Regions from separate parts of the Mus musculus genome. Here region 2 is linked to region 1. Evidence: chromatin contacts called from public Micro-C data. All regions are on one chromosome and are shown on one strand. Each heading gives the region's core, a stretch centred on a gene start, on an enhancer-like site or on the middle of the called end of the contact. The rest is flanking DNA. Distances are from core to core; before and after follow the strand shown.

What was found. A called contact is a pair of places that touch in the nucleus more often than the background predicts.
Region 2: a contact with region 1 is called in a Micro-C map of muscle stem cells, with 4 times the contacts expected there. The contact joins two enhancer-like sites. A contact is called at or near these places in 3 of 39 promoter capture datasets (the C10 cell line, embryonic stem cells and hippocampal neurons), 3 of 15 datasets of contacts at CTCF or cohesin (embryonic stem cells, large pre-B cells and stem cell-derived epiblast-like cells), 21 of 484 Hi-C or Micro-C datasets (B cells, the C10 cell line, the CH12 cell line and 11 more) and 2 of 115 datasets of contacts at active chromatin or transcription factors (both in embryonic stem cells).

The regions. Positions count from the first base shown.
Region 1 is chr9:71,815,620-71,822,484 of GRCm38.p6, reverse strand. No RefSeq gene overlaps it. Among named protein-coding and RNA genes, the nearest start is that of Cgnl1, 47 kb to the right of the region's middle. Within about 2 kb of position 2,169, at least 1 of the 459 cell types and tissues checked has an H3K27ac peak or open chromatin away from gene starts, as enhancers often do. A contact at or near this core is called in muscle stem cells, where this site is marked.
Region 2 is chr9:72,213,525-72,220,975 of GRCm38.p6, reverse strand. It overlaps a transcript of Gm27188 not described here. Among named protein-coding and RNA genes, the nearest start is that of Gm27188, 36 kb to the left of the region's middle. Within about 2 kb of position 3,200, at least 17 of the 459 cell types and tissues checked have an H3K27ac peak or open chromatin away from gene starts, as enhancers often do. A contact at or near this core is called in muscle stem cells, where this site is marked.

The DNA.
Region 1 (6,865 bases), core at 920-3,419:
CAAAGTTCCTTGGACTTTTCATGGTATGTAAAGAAGAGGTTTGGGCAGGGTATTGCCTTCTGTCACCTGCCTTGCATATAAAAGTTGCATGGAACCACAGGGATGGTTGAGAGGAAAGAGCACTTGTCTCTTAGAGGCCCCTCCCCACTGTGGTCAAAGGGCCAGTCTGCTCCTGAGGAGTCAGAATCTCTGAGACAATCAAAGAACAAATATGGGGATGGGTGGAGTGGGAGGGAGGTGGAATTTCCTGGCCGTGGTGTGTGTGTGTGTGTGTGTGTGTGTGTGTGTGTGTGTGTCACGAGCACATGTGTGTGTGTGAGGGCGGGGAGCTTCTGGAAGGAGCAAATATGTGGGTGATGGTGGGCTCCCAGGAAACCAGAGCTGACCTGCTCCATATAAACATGGCAGCCAGCTGCTTCAAAGTCTGTTTTCTGGTGGGGAATTATGAGCTAACTGAATTATGAAAACCTTCCCACAAGATATTCTTCCTGCAGGAAAGAAAGAAAGATTGGCCTTGGTAGTTGAATTAGTTTCTAAGACCTATTTGGAGAAGGGTGCCAATTTGTGACTTTGGATAAGTAACTCATATCTCCAGATCCTGGTAGAGGTAGGAAGAGATGAGGCTCACTGGTCTCTGGAGGTGATTCAGGCCTGGGTAAAGAATGGGCCACAGCCTGGGCAAGATCTCTAAAGGAGGAGGGGACAGTGAAGAGAGGAAGGGTTGGAAGAGAAGCAAGATTGGATGAGGGAGGACCAAACCAAGAGAAGAGTCGAGCTTGTTTTTTGCCAGTGTAATTTGAGGCTGCCCCTCACCAGGTCAGACCGAATTCTCCTTCCATCACCATCACAGCTGTGGTACAGCCGTTTCTGTGCATCTGTACCACACTTACTTTAAAACTCCAAGGTTGGGCTGGAGAGGTGGCTCAGCAGTTAAGAGCACTGATTGCTCTTCCAGAGGTCCTGAGTTCAATTCCCAGCAACCACATGGTGGCTCATGACCATCTGTAATGGAATCTGAGGCCCTCTTCTGGGATTTCTGAAGAGAGCAGCAGGGTACTCACATACATAAAATAAATAATTCTTTTAAAAAACCTCCAAGGTTGACCCCTTCAAGTGTTTGTGTATGTGTTGCGTGTATTTTATGTGTGCTGGGGTGGTGGTACATGTGCATGTGTGTATGTGCTTGCCCGTGGAGGCCAGGAGTCAACCTCTGGGGTTACAACTTAGGAGCTTCCACCTTGGTTTTTGAGATAAGACTCTTTCATCGGCCTGGAGCTTGCCTGTTAGGTTAGGCGGGTGAGCCAGTGAGACCCAGGAGTCCACCTGTCTCCACGTCCCCAGGACTGAGATTCCAAGTGTTTTTTACATGGGTGCTGGGTGTGGAACTCAGGTCTCCATGCTCACACTACAGGTCCTTCCCCTGCACTGTTTCCTCAATCCTATGTTGAAAGTAAATCATCCTCAATATAAATGTAAGCAGTGAACTAACCCTGCAGCTGTATGTCTTTACCTTATGTTAGTCCCCAGTAACTCCTCAGAGAAATCAAGATTTGTTTAAAACTGCACCTCAGTAGCTGAACAATCAAATGATTTCTTTACTGTCTGTGCTCATCTGGCTACCTCCCAGACCATCCCATGATACTTGCATATTATTACTGATCTGGCTCTTTGAACTCATTCTTCATGGCTCCAAGTCCTCCATCCTCACGGTGCATCTGGCCTCCTGACCCTCCTGATGTCCTCCCTCTCGCTAGTGGACATCCCACCCTATTCTCTATTCTGCCCAGCCACTGGGTGATCACATTTATTGACAAGGCAGAGAATGAATGGTAAGAACTGCTTACACAAACTTGAGACAGGAGATTTTGGCGTACGCATTACAATGCCATTTCTGGATTGAAACAAGATACGAGGGCAGAGAAGTCAGCATTTGAATAACACAAGGGCAAACTTTACACAATGTACACAACATTGTATCTACACTATGCATGCATTTGAAATTTTGAGTTTTGTGCGAGAATCTGCCCTTAGATTCTGTGTATAATGGCTTTCTTTGGAACATTCTTTTCCTTTTGTCTGGTAAGGTTTGGGTCTTGAAGGCCACACGTTAAAAGCTTAGTCTCCAGCTGTCCTACTCTGCTTCCTGTTACTGTGGTAAAGACCATGACTGAAAGTAACTAAGCGGGACAAAGTCTATTTGGCTTACACATCCTGACCATGTCCACCACAATATGTCTTGCTCAGTTTGTTTGTTTGTTTCCTTCTATTTATAGAATTCAGAACCACATGGCCAGGGGTAGCACTGCCTTATAAAGGGATACTTTTAATTGGGGTTTGCTTACAGTTTCAGAGGTTTGGTCCATTACCATCATGGTGGGGAGCATGGCAGCATGCAGGCAGACACTGGGACTGGAAGAGGAGCTGAGAGTTCTACATCCAGATCCACAGTGAGCTGGAAAGACCTCTGGAGGCTCTGAGGCTGGCTTGAGCTTTTGAAACCCCAAAGACCACCCATAGTGATACAGTTTCTCCAACAGGGCCCCTCTGAATCCCTCCCAAGCAGTGCCACTTCCTGATGACCAAGCATTCAAATATATGAGACTATGGGGGGCGGAGGGGGGGGGAATTCTCATTCAAACCATCGCAGCTTGTGTCAAGTTGACAAAGTACTCAGTGTATCCGTGGTGGTGCTACTGAGAGGTTGGAGAACCTTTAGGAGGTGACTGCTATAGAGAGGAGTTATATAGAGAGGAGTTAGGTCACTGGAGGAATGCCCTTTAAGGGGATGAAGGGATTCAACCTCCCTCTCTCCTATCTCCTGATTGCCATGAGGTAAGCACCTTAGCTTTACCAGGTACTCGTGACATAAAGCACTTCATCTCCACAGGAGCAAGCAGCCATGGACCAAACCTCTAAAACCATAAGCCAAAATGTATCCTCTTGGGCTGGTGAGATGGCTCAGTGGGTAAGAGCACCCGACTGCTCTTCCGAAGGTTCGGAGTTCAAATCCCAGCAACCACATGGTGGCTCACAACCATCCATAACAAGATCTGACGCCCTCTTCTGGATTGTCTGAAGACAGCTACAGTGTACTTACATATAATAAATAAATGAATCTTAAAAAAAAAAAATGTATCCTCTTCCGTAAGGAGATTCAGTGTGGGCGCTTGTCCTAGCAGCTCAAGGTAGCAGCCATGGAAAGCTCCTTTTGGTTCAAGAGTGTCTGTCACCCTTCCCGTGACTGTGTTATAAAAACTGGGTCCTGATCCTACCACCTGCTCTCTCTGCCATTTGGTTTGCTTGTGGAATGATAGTGGCGTTGTGGAAATTCCTCCCAGTGAATTGATACCGATTTTTAGGGCAGAAGATGAGGGTCTCATGTAGCCCAGTTTTTTTTGCTTCAAACTTGCTACGTAGCCAGCAATGATCTTGACCGCCTGATCCTCTTGGTTCTGCCTCTGGAATGCTGGGGTTATAGACATGTACTACAGTAGGTTTATATGGCGCTAGGACCCCAACACAGGGCTTCATTCATTCTGGGTAAGCATTCTCCTCACTGAGCAACATCTCTAGCCTCTGAACTTGTTTTTAAAAGATTGACTGATTTATTTTATTTTTTGTGAACGATTCTTCCGCCTTCATGCATATATGTGAACCACGTGCATGCTTCGTGCTTTTGGAGGATGCTGGATACCCTGAAACTGGAGTTAAGGACAGTTGTGAGCCACCATGTGGGTGCTGGGAACTAAACCTGGGTGGATCCTCTGTAAAAGCAGTCAGTGCTCTTAACTGCTGAGCCATCTTTCCAGCCCCGAAATTTTATTTTTAAATGTTGCATAACACCCACGGTGTAGATCTCACAGAGAGTTCCCATGCAGCTGAGACACTATTTCCCAATGGCAAGAGAGAAATCGAATTCCTACAACTGTTTAGAACCTTAGTGGATTATTTTTTACCTTGACCAGGAGCTAAACTCATGCCTGGTTCAAAAGCTCAGATCAGCAAACTTGAGTGCGTGTATCAAAAAAGAAGCAGACTGGCCGTGCCCTGAACGGTTTGCTCTTTTACCAGGCTGCTGAGATGCACATTCCTGCAGGAGATGCATGTTCCTGCAGGAGATGCACGTTCCTGCAGGAGATGCATGTTCCTGCAGGAGATGAACGTTCCTGCAGGAGATGCATGTTCCTGCTAAAACCTGGGTCTGATGGGCTCAGCATCTGGGCTCAGCACATGGGGAGGGGCAGCTCGGATGGAGAAAACCTGTGGGGAAAGGGTGGAGAGGTTTATCCCATGACTGTATGGCTAGCCATGAGAGGAACAGGAGAATTGGATAAACCACCTTCTCCATCACCGGCGGTCACCCCCCCCCATCCAACACTCCCCCCCATCCCACACCCACTCCCCCATCCCACACCCCCACCATCCAACACTCACCCCCATCCCACACCCACCCCAAGAATCTCAGCCACCCCGGGGTTATTTTTGTCTTTTGTTTCTCCTTAGGGAAGTTGAGCCACTGGCCTCTCGGGTTTTCTAACTGCAGAAGAGATGAAAGTCTGCGATTTCAATCAAAAGCTTAAGAAAACAATAATCCCTGGTTGTCCTAATTCTTTAGTGAAAATATCTCACAGGGGCAGGAATTGCCTTTAAGCCCCTTTGCTCCCATTTCATGCTTAAAATTTTTTTCTTAATTAAAAAGACTTGTTTGCCTGGTGTAGGCACCGAAGTACTTATTTATTTTAACTTATTCCTTTCATTCTTTTCTTTCCTTTCTCTTTCTCTTCACTAGTGCCAGGAGAACTGTGGGTTTCTTCTATTCTCCTATTGTCTTATACCCTCACTGCCTCTGTACAGCTCTGACCTAGCATGGTACTGAGCCTCAATCACTCCATCTCTAGTATCACGGAATGAAAGCAATGTCCGTGACATATAGAGAAGTCATATAGCCCCTAAATTCAACTGTCCTCAATTGTCTGCATGCTCCATCAGGGATTTTAGATTAACTTCATTTTCACTCAACGCCACCAACATCTGATGACAAGTTTTCACTGAAAATGAGCAGGGATCCGCATCTGCATTCCAAAGTAGCCTTAGAATCCATCGCATTGATTGACAAAATGTTCTCCCATCGATTAAGTGTGTATAGCTCCTGGTCTGCGGATGCCTGGGAGACATGCCACTCTGGATCCTAGAGCTGAGAAGATTGTCGTAGACTTAAGTCTGTCTCAACAAGCGAGGTCACTGGAGAAAATCACCAGCGGTTAATTTACTGTTAGTGCCAGGACCGATGTCCTGAACACTCATCCGCACACTGTTCCAGAAGTCCTGGGCATAAATTCTAGAAAGATCGTGGGCAAAGAGAGAGCATGATGTCAGTGAATTCCAGTCAAGGTGGGTTTTAGTGACCATTTCCCAGTACACTAGAAGGTATTTCTAGAAACTTTATTTCAGTGTGCAAAGCCTTGGAAAGCAATGCAAGTTATTAGGGATGGAATCTAGGGCCTTGTATATGTTGAGCCCCATTCCCAGACCTCCCACCTCCTTTTCAAATTGAAACCGGGTCTTGGATAAGTTGCCCAGGCTGGCCTTGAACTCTTGATCCTCCTACCTCAGGCTCCTGAGTAGCTGGAGTCATAGCCTGTACCACCACTTTCTGGGGAAGGGGAATTCTTATGTTAAAATTTTCCCCCAAGACCTTGTGCTTGCTACGAGCCCTACCACTAAGCTTGCTAGTTCATTTGTTTTTTCCTCAAGATTTATTTTATTTATATGAGGTATACTGTTGCTGTTTTCAGACACACCAGAAGAGGGTGTCAAATCCCATTACATATGGTTGTGAGTCATCATGAGTTTGCTGGGAATTGAACTCAGGACCTCTGGAAGAGCAGTCAGTGCTCTTAACTGCTGAGCCCCTCTTAAGCCCTCCCCCCTTTTAATTAATTAATTTTTTTTTAATGTATGTGAGTACACTGTACAACCTTCAGACACGCCAAAAGAGGGCATCAGATCCCATTACAGATGGTTGTGAGCCACCATGTGGTTGCTGGGAATTGAACTCAGGACCTCTGGAAGAGCAGCTGATGCTCTTAACCACAAAGCCATCTCTCCAGCCCGTGTTACTTCTTGAAACAAGATAGCAGGAAGACAGGTGTGAATGGCTGGGGGATTGGGGATGCTGACCAGCTGTGTGCACTCTTTACACCTCTGAGCTTGTCCTAAAGAAGTTCTTGGGAGAGGGGATGTAGCTCAGTGGGGAGAATGCTTGCCTAGCGTGCATGAGACTCTGGGCTCAATCCTTAGCATGACATAAACCAAATGTGATGGTGCATGTCTGTAATTCCAATACTTTGGAGGTGGAGGACACTCTGCCACATGTTCTCAGGGCTAGCGTGAGATACATGAAACCCTATCTCAAAACAAAACATGGGGGCTGGAGAGATGACTCAGCAGCTGCGAGGACTGGTGGCTCTTGTTGAGGACACAGGGTTTGGTTCCCAGATGTCAATTCACATCTGTCTGTAATTCCAGCTTTAAGGAATCAGACACCCTTTTCTGGCTTTCCCGGGTACCAGGCACTCAGGGAGCACAGGGACACACATTCAGACAAAACACTCATGTACATAAAATGGAAATAAATAAATCATTGACATGAAAACACACATGTTCTAAATAAACAGTCCACTTTCCCAAAGATGGAAAAATAAGGGGGTCGGTCTGTAGGCAGCTAGGCACTGAGCATAAATGAAGCCCTTCCCTTCCCTTCATGCCTTAATCATGAGAATATAGATATGTAATGGCCCCGTATGATTATGTCAACAAGCAGAGCACCAATAGAAGGACTTTCTAGAACTCTCTTTTGCCCTTC
Region 2 (7,451 bases), core at 1,951-4,450, 400 kb before region 1:
CCAAGCTCGTTGGCACTGTGTAAGCAAGAGATCTTGGAAGGTGTGTTCATCCATCAAAGTTGTGAGCACACACTCTTTGCATTTGTAATTTTTACCTCTAGGAATTTATCCAGTGGACTATTTAAAATATGTGCAAACTGTTGTGAGTAGAGAGCCAGTCTTTGAAGCACTGTATATAAAAGCCAAAGCTTAGAAATCACTTAAATATCTATTAATATCAGCCTGGTTAAATAAATTATCACATAGCCACTCATCTGCTAAGGAATGGGGATAATTTCCCTTCCTTTCTTTCTTTTATAAAAATAATTAATTTTATCTTATGTGCATAGTTTTGCTTGCATGCATGACTGTGGGAGGGTGTCGGATCCCCTGGAGCTGGAGTTACAGACAGTTGTGAGCTGCCATGTGGGTGCTGAGAACTGAACACGGGTCCTGTGGAAGAACAGATACTGCTCTTAACCATGGAGCCCTTCCTTCAGCCCACCTTTTCTTTTCTTAACTGCTAAATAATAATAATAAGTTCCAAATATCGTTTAGTGAAAAACAAGCTAGCATGTATAGAGCGTAGCATAAAGTAAGCACATATTCATGAGTATTGCACTGAAGGGTGTATAAGATTTTGGTAGCGTTAGTTGTCTCTGGACGTGTCTAGACAGGACCCGAATAAACAGTAGGGTTTCCTACTGTATATTCTTGAGCTGTCCATACGTGAAACCACGAGTGCAGTATCTACTCGTAACTGAGTAAGCGGGCCCTGTGGTTCTGTTTGTGGGAGACCCGTGAGTCCCCTGGGCTAGGAGTGGCTAGGAAGGGTCCTTGTCCTGTGCAGCTGCTGACTTTCTTCAATGCCGCTCTGGGCTACCTGCCACCTTCTGCTGAGTCTTACCCCGCTCATATTTCCACAGGACTCTGCCGGGATGCTTTGCCGCAAGGCTTTGAAAACTAGTTTCAGAAACCTCCTAGGCTTTCACGCCTGATCACTCAGAACTTCATACTTGAAACAGCAGTCTTCATAAAATCTGTTAGCGGCTTTCTTAATTGCCTCGAACTTAGAGAGGGTTCCTTCTGTTTGTCTGAGAGCATGCCAAATTAGGAATTCTTTCCCAGCTAGGGTAAGCAACATTTATTTTCCTTTTCCTTTTCTTTTCCTTTCCCTTTTCCTTTTTTCCTTCCTTTTTAAAGCACTTTTTATTTATGTCTGCAGTGAGGTTGTTTGTTTGTTTGTTGGTTGGTCAGTTTTGGCCCCTCTACCCTGAATGCACCCAATCTCTCCTTCCTTCCTTCCTTCCTTCCTTCCTTCCTTCCTTCCTTCCTTCCTTCCTTCCTTCTTTCCTCGTTTCTTTTCTTTTCTTTTCTCTTCTGAGCAGGGTCTCCTTATATATTACAAGCTCACCTGGAAGTCCCTGTGTAACCCAGGCTGGCCTCAGATTCACTCACTGTTCCGCCTAAGCTTCCATGGTGCGAGCATTGCAGGCGTGCACACCCCATCCAGCCCACACCTTAGTTCTTGCATAGCACTGGAGTGGTCATTTAGAACTCTAGAAAAAATAAACAAACCAACTGGCCAAAGACAACTGGCACACCTTTTAAATTTTCTACCAAACTTTAGCTATCCTCTCCTCGGCTCTTAGAGGCTGGACAAGGCATACCTTGATTGTCCGGGCTCCCGAGCTTACTGGTACTTTCACAACTAGGAGTACACAGGTCACCCTGCAGGGTATTTCTAGGCTATTGCATGGCAGATTGCAGGAGTATCTTGACCCCATATTTTTAAACACACAATTTTTCATGAGGTAGAGATTATGGCCTCTTAATGAAATTTACTTGCAATCTCCTGATACCTTATTAAGCTTCCACCAATGACAAGGTCCCATTAGACCTGCCTAAGCTAAAGCCTATTTGATATTAGAACACAAGGAAAGGTCTCTGCCTAAGTAGATTACGGACACACAAATCAAGCAAGGCAGATTTCTAAACAAGGGAACCCAAAGCACAGAATTTGCATGCATTATTCATTCCTGCTCCGTGCAAACATGCAGATATTGCTTCGTGAACTTTGGCCCACCGTGCTTAAGAACAATGGTTAGAACATTAGTACAGGATCCCTCTTTCCATGGCTGCTGCCAGAGGGCTTGGAGGCTCCGAGGGGATTTGCACAGTGATTCCCTCCTAACACCCTCGGGAACCCAGTCTGAAATGTCACCCCTCCTAACACCCTCGGGAACCCAGTCTGAAATGTCACTTGGAGCTTTGTGAGCAGACTGGTTCTTTACTTCTGTGCGGCAAGTGTCTGCTCCCCGAATTCCTTCCCGCTTCCCTGCCGCCCCTTCTCCCACCGGCCTCTGGCTAAACGAATAACTTCTTCAGGTCATATTTCCGTGGTAAACATACATTTTTAATTTTCATCGAAGCTTAAACACTGTGAAGAAGCAATTCTGTGTGCTGTGCTCTGCTGGGCACTGTTAATGCCTCTGTGGTACTCGGCCATAGACACCTAGTTCTGTGATAAATTAAGTCTGTGTATATTCCAGGATGTGGTCTGTCCTTTGAGTCACATCATTCTCTCCCCCTGAGTTAGTTCCCTCATTGATCGTGTCCATGTCTGCATTCTATACACACACACACACACACACACACACACACACACACACACACACACGAGAGAGAGAGAGAGAGAGAGAGAGAGAGAGAGAGAGAGAGAGAGAGAGAGAGAAAGAGAGAGAGAGAGAGATCTACTATTGTCCTTAAAATTGTTCTCTGTGATTGCAAGAAGAGTGGGTAGGTGGGTAGTGTTCCATCAGGCAAAGCCTCATCAGAGTTCTAACTACTAGAAAAACCTGTGTCCTCTTCAGGCTGGAGCTCAGGGAAAGGTCCAACTAGAGACAGAGCCATTGCCTTACACACAGCACTGTAAGCCGTGGGTGGAAGGAGGTAAAAAGGAATGAGCTCAGATAAAGAAAAGCAGAAAACAGCTCTGGGGGCTTTCAGAGATTTCAAGAAGAAGGGGTTAGCAAGGATTCCCACTCTGTGAAATTGAAGAGTTACCAAAGGCATCTAGCCTCCCTGAAGCCAAGGAAAGAGAGTATGTTAGGGGTGAGAGACGAGGTTGGCTTGTAAAGGGTTTCTCTAGTATGTCCTGGGCTCCGTCTCCAGCACCCCGTAAAACCCGGCAGAGCAGAACACGCCTGTAATCCTAGCACTAGGGAGGTGGTGGCAGGAGAATCAGAAGTTGCAGGTTATCCTTGGCTACATACTGAGTCTGAGGCCAGCCTGGAGTACACAAGACCTGGTTTCAAAAACAAAACTAAAAAGAAAAAAAAAAGGGGGGGTGGGTGGGGGTGGGGGAGTACTTTAGCTTCTCTGTGCAACTCCTGCTGAGGACGTTGTGGGCGGCCCAGGGCTGCTAAGGAATTTGGCAAAACAGGAGAGGCACTCAGAAAGGCAGTGTTGGCGGAGGAGAAGGATCCAGTGGATAGCCTGGCACCTGTGGACACATGTCACTCAAGTCTCCTGCCACAAGGGGCGGACTTGACTGACAACCCCAGCTGAAGGGCCTGCAGATCCACCACTGGATTTGTGGTTAAGACCCAGTTTATCCAGCCAGTGACTGAACCTGGTTGGAGCGGGGGATTGGGGTGGGGGTGGGGTGGGGTGTGTGTGCAGACTCCTTGAACCGACAACTTTGGCTTAAAGATTCACCTTGAACCCCACAAACCTTCTGAGTCCTGAGATGGTTTGGGATACTTGCTCCTCTGTCCTTCCTTCTGCTTCTCCGTTCATGGCATCTTTATAGAGGTGTTCTCTTCCACTGTTCTGTGTGCTTTCTCTTTTACAGGCATGCCTTCCCCACCCCTAATAGATATCTTACCCATCTGACTCTTTCCTGAGATGACTATTTGTTTGTGTTTGTTTTTGTTTTTGTTTTTGTTTTGAAACAGAGTTTCTCTGTGTAATAGTCCTAGCTGTCCTGGAACTTGCTTTGTAGACCAGGCTGGCCTCCAAATCACATAGATCGACCTGCCTCTGCCTCCCGAGTACTGGGATTAAAAGCGTGCACATCATACCTGGCTCCTGATGACTGTATAAGAGTATCCTAACAGCAACAACAACAAATTCAAACAAAAGTCGGGGATTTCAACATCTTCTGATCTTCCCCCACATTTCCATTAGCACTTCAAAGTAAAAACAGGGCTTCCCAGAATAAACATGCTTCGGCACATATGGCTCCATTTGCCTCCACACCTTTCTATGAATCGGCAGTGTTACTGTCTGTGTAACAGACAGAGAACTGACATTGAGAGTGGTAGTGGATCGTCAGGGTCTCTGAGGGAAGACTGAGACACAAGGAGCCCGTGTTCCTTAGAGATGGGGTCACAGTTAGAAATGTGTAGTTCGGTTTGTTTCTGTGCACACTGTGTGGAGTGCACTTACACAAGCCTAAATGCTACGGGCCGCCTTACACTTCGCTGTATTACAGTCTTCCAGGACCCCATCACGCCAGAAAGCCATCCTTGGCTGGAATGCTGTGGCGTAGCTCATCTCTTGTATTTGATTCTGACTCCAAATTCTTTTTGTCACAGTACCCTGCAGCCCTGAAAACTGTAAGCCGAAACCCTCCTTCTTCTCTTAGTATGCTTCTTTTTCTGGTGGTGGTAGGGTGGTTTGAGATAGGGTTTGTTTGTGTAGTCTTGGATGTCCCAGAATTAGCTCTGTAGACCAGGCTGGCCTCAAACTCACAGAGATCCACCTGCCCCTACCTCCCAAGTCCTGGGACCGAATGCGTGCACCACCACTGCTCTGCCCCTTATTCTGCTTCTTTTCAGGTATTTGTTTGCAACAAGAGAAAGGGAATGTGCACCATTGTTCCTATGGCGGCATAGATGGGTCCTCCACCCTTCAGGACATGCTCCCTACCTGTGATGACAAATCTTATATACCACTGTTCACACTCCACAGTTGTATAGGACTGTCCCTAGCCACACAGCCACTATCTTCAGGAGTTTGGCTGGGTCTGTGCACAAAAGGTTATCTAGGTGGTCTTGTTGACTTAGAAGAAAAGGCAAGCAGGGTCATAGGACTTTCACTGTAGCGATCAGCCAACCCTTCTAACCAGTTGTGTGCAATTCTGCATGTGGCCTCAGTGTATAGATAGTATGGGCTGAGTGTATAGGTGGGGAAAGACTAGAGCCTTCTACACAGCTGTGGGGGAGTCATTATCCACACTGGGTGCAGGCCTTCCAGTGTGGCTGCTTTAAGTCACCACACTCCTGCCTGTCACTCCTCACCCAATCCTCTGTCAGTAAACCCTAATAAAATCACTGCCCCCCCCCAGAGTGAACTTGGGGGAGTCATACTGCTGTTTCTATTGGGACCTTAGTAGGAGCAGGTGGATGAAAGAATTTTTAGCAGAATCCCCCAACAGATCCCTTGTTTTTAGTGGCTGCTTTCTAATTCTAGAATAAAATCTAACCTTGTTGAGGCTCAGAACATGCTACCCCAGAATATGACATACTGGCAGGTTGAAGCATTGTGATGTCAGATGCAGTGTTCTTATGGGACAGTGAGTCAGGGTGATGGTGCAATGATCACTGTGATCTCACAGTGTACCATGTTGATGTCACAAAGGAGTGTTGTGATGTCAAGATGCATCACTGTGATGTCACCATAAAGCAGTGTGATGGCACAATGGGTTATTGTGAGTTCACAGTGTGCCATAGTGATGAAAAAAGGAAGTACTGGGAAAGCACAGTATAGCAGTGTAATGTGGCAATGGACCTCTGTGATGTCACAGTGCAGAGTTGCGATGTCACCACTGACCGTTATGATTTCACAGTATAACATGATAATATCAGAGCATATGCAAGACAGGAGAACTGATTTCACTTAGAAAATTATGATGAGGATGTAGCATTTCGAGAGGACAATGGGAGATTGTAATGGCACAATAGAGCCTTGCAATGATATTATTCAGCATTATGACATCATAATAAAGCATGGTTGAAGAGTACACAGTTGTGATTATGCAGTTCAGCATTGTGATGACATTATGAAACTTTTTAAATATCACAATGCAGCATTGTGATGGAACAAAGGGAACTGTGTGTGTGTGTATGTGTGTACCTGTGTGTGTTATCACAGTACAGCATTGTGATGGCTCAAGGGGAATTGTGTTTGTGTGTGTGTATGTGTGTGCACCTGTGCATGTGTATGTGCATGTGCCTCTGTGTGTGTGTGTGTGTGTTGTGTGTGTGTGTCTGTGCAGGCACATATGCTGCCATGTATATGTGGAAGTCACAGGATAACCTGGTTCTCTGCTTTTACAGCTGGGTCCTAGGCATTAAACTCTGGGCATCAGGTTTGGTGGCGAGTGTCTTAATTCATTGAGCCATCTCGCTGGACCCAGGAAAAAAATTTAAGCTATATTGTTGAAAGCAACTGATATTTAAATATGTTAATGCTGTAGAAAGTCTTGATCTGGGCTCTAGAACACTGCTAATAAGAGTCTACAAGACTGGGGCTAGAGAGATGGCTCAGTGGTTAAGAGCACTGACTGCTCTTCTGAAGGTCCTGAGTTCAAATCCTAGCAACCACATGGTGGCTCACAACCATCTGTAATAAGATCTGTCACCCTCTTCTGGTGTCTGAAGACAGCTACAGTGTACTTACATACAATAATAAATAAATCTAAAAAAAAAAAAAAAAAAGAGTCTACAAGACTGGTTGTGGCAATGGCCTGGGTGAAACATCTGGAAGTTAGAACAAAATGAAGTGTTTTATTACCAGATAGTGAAGAATCACAGACATTTCTAGACAGATGAGTGTCATAAGTAGATCTATGTTTAAGGTAGATAATTTGACTTCAGTGAGTTGGTAGAATTAAAGTAGGATGTGTAGAAATGAAATAATGCCATATCCAGATGCCTGTTAAATTATGATATTCTCCTATTTTTAAGCAAATAGTCACTTGATAGAACTGAGAAACCAGGAAAGCAAGCACTTGAAGAAGGAAGACATTCTCTACCCGAACCACTGAGTCTGCATTATCAAGACAGACTCAAGATTTATATCCTGAATTTTATTTCTGGAATTCTCCCTTGTAGACTTGCTTTGGCAAATGCTGTAAATCTCGAAACCTGATGCCTAACACATGAGTCTACTCAGTAAATTACTTTCTCTCCCTTTGACAATTCAGATCTGTTAAGTATTTATAAATATCATCAAAATTAGTAGACACTCACATGTAGTTGTTTTTTGCTATTTTGTGGGTTCTTCTTTCTTCCACCTCTTTCCACCCTTTTTCCACTCTTGCAACCCCCTAACACTAGATAGGAGAGAAAAACAAGATAGAAAGGAAAAGAGGGCAATGTTATCCTTAGACTACTTCCTGTTGATTAGGAAAATTCCTTGGGGTAACTTTGATCTTCAATGTCAGCATATCTAATATATTATTT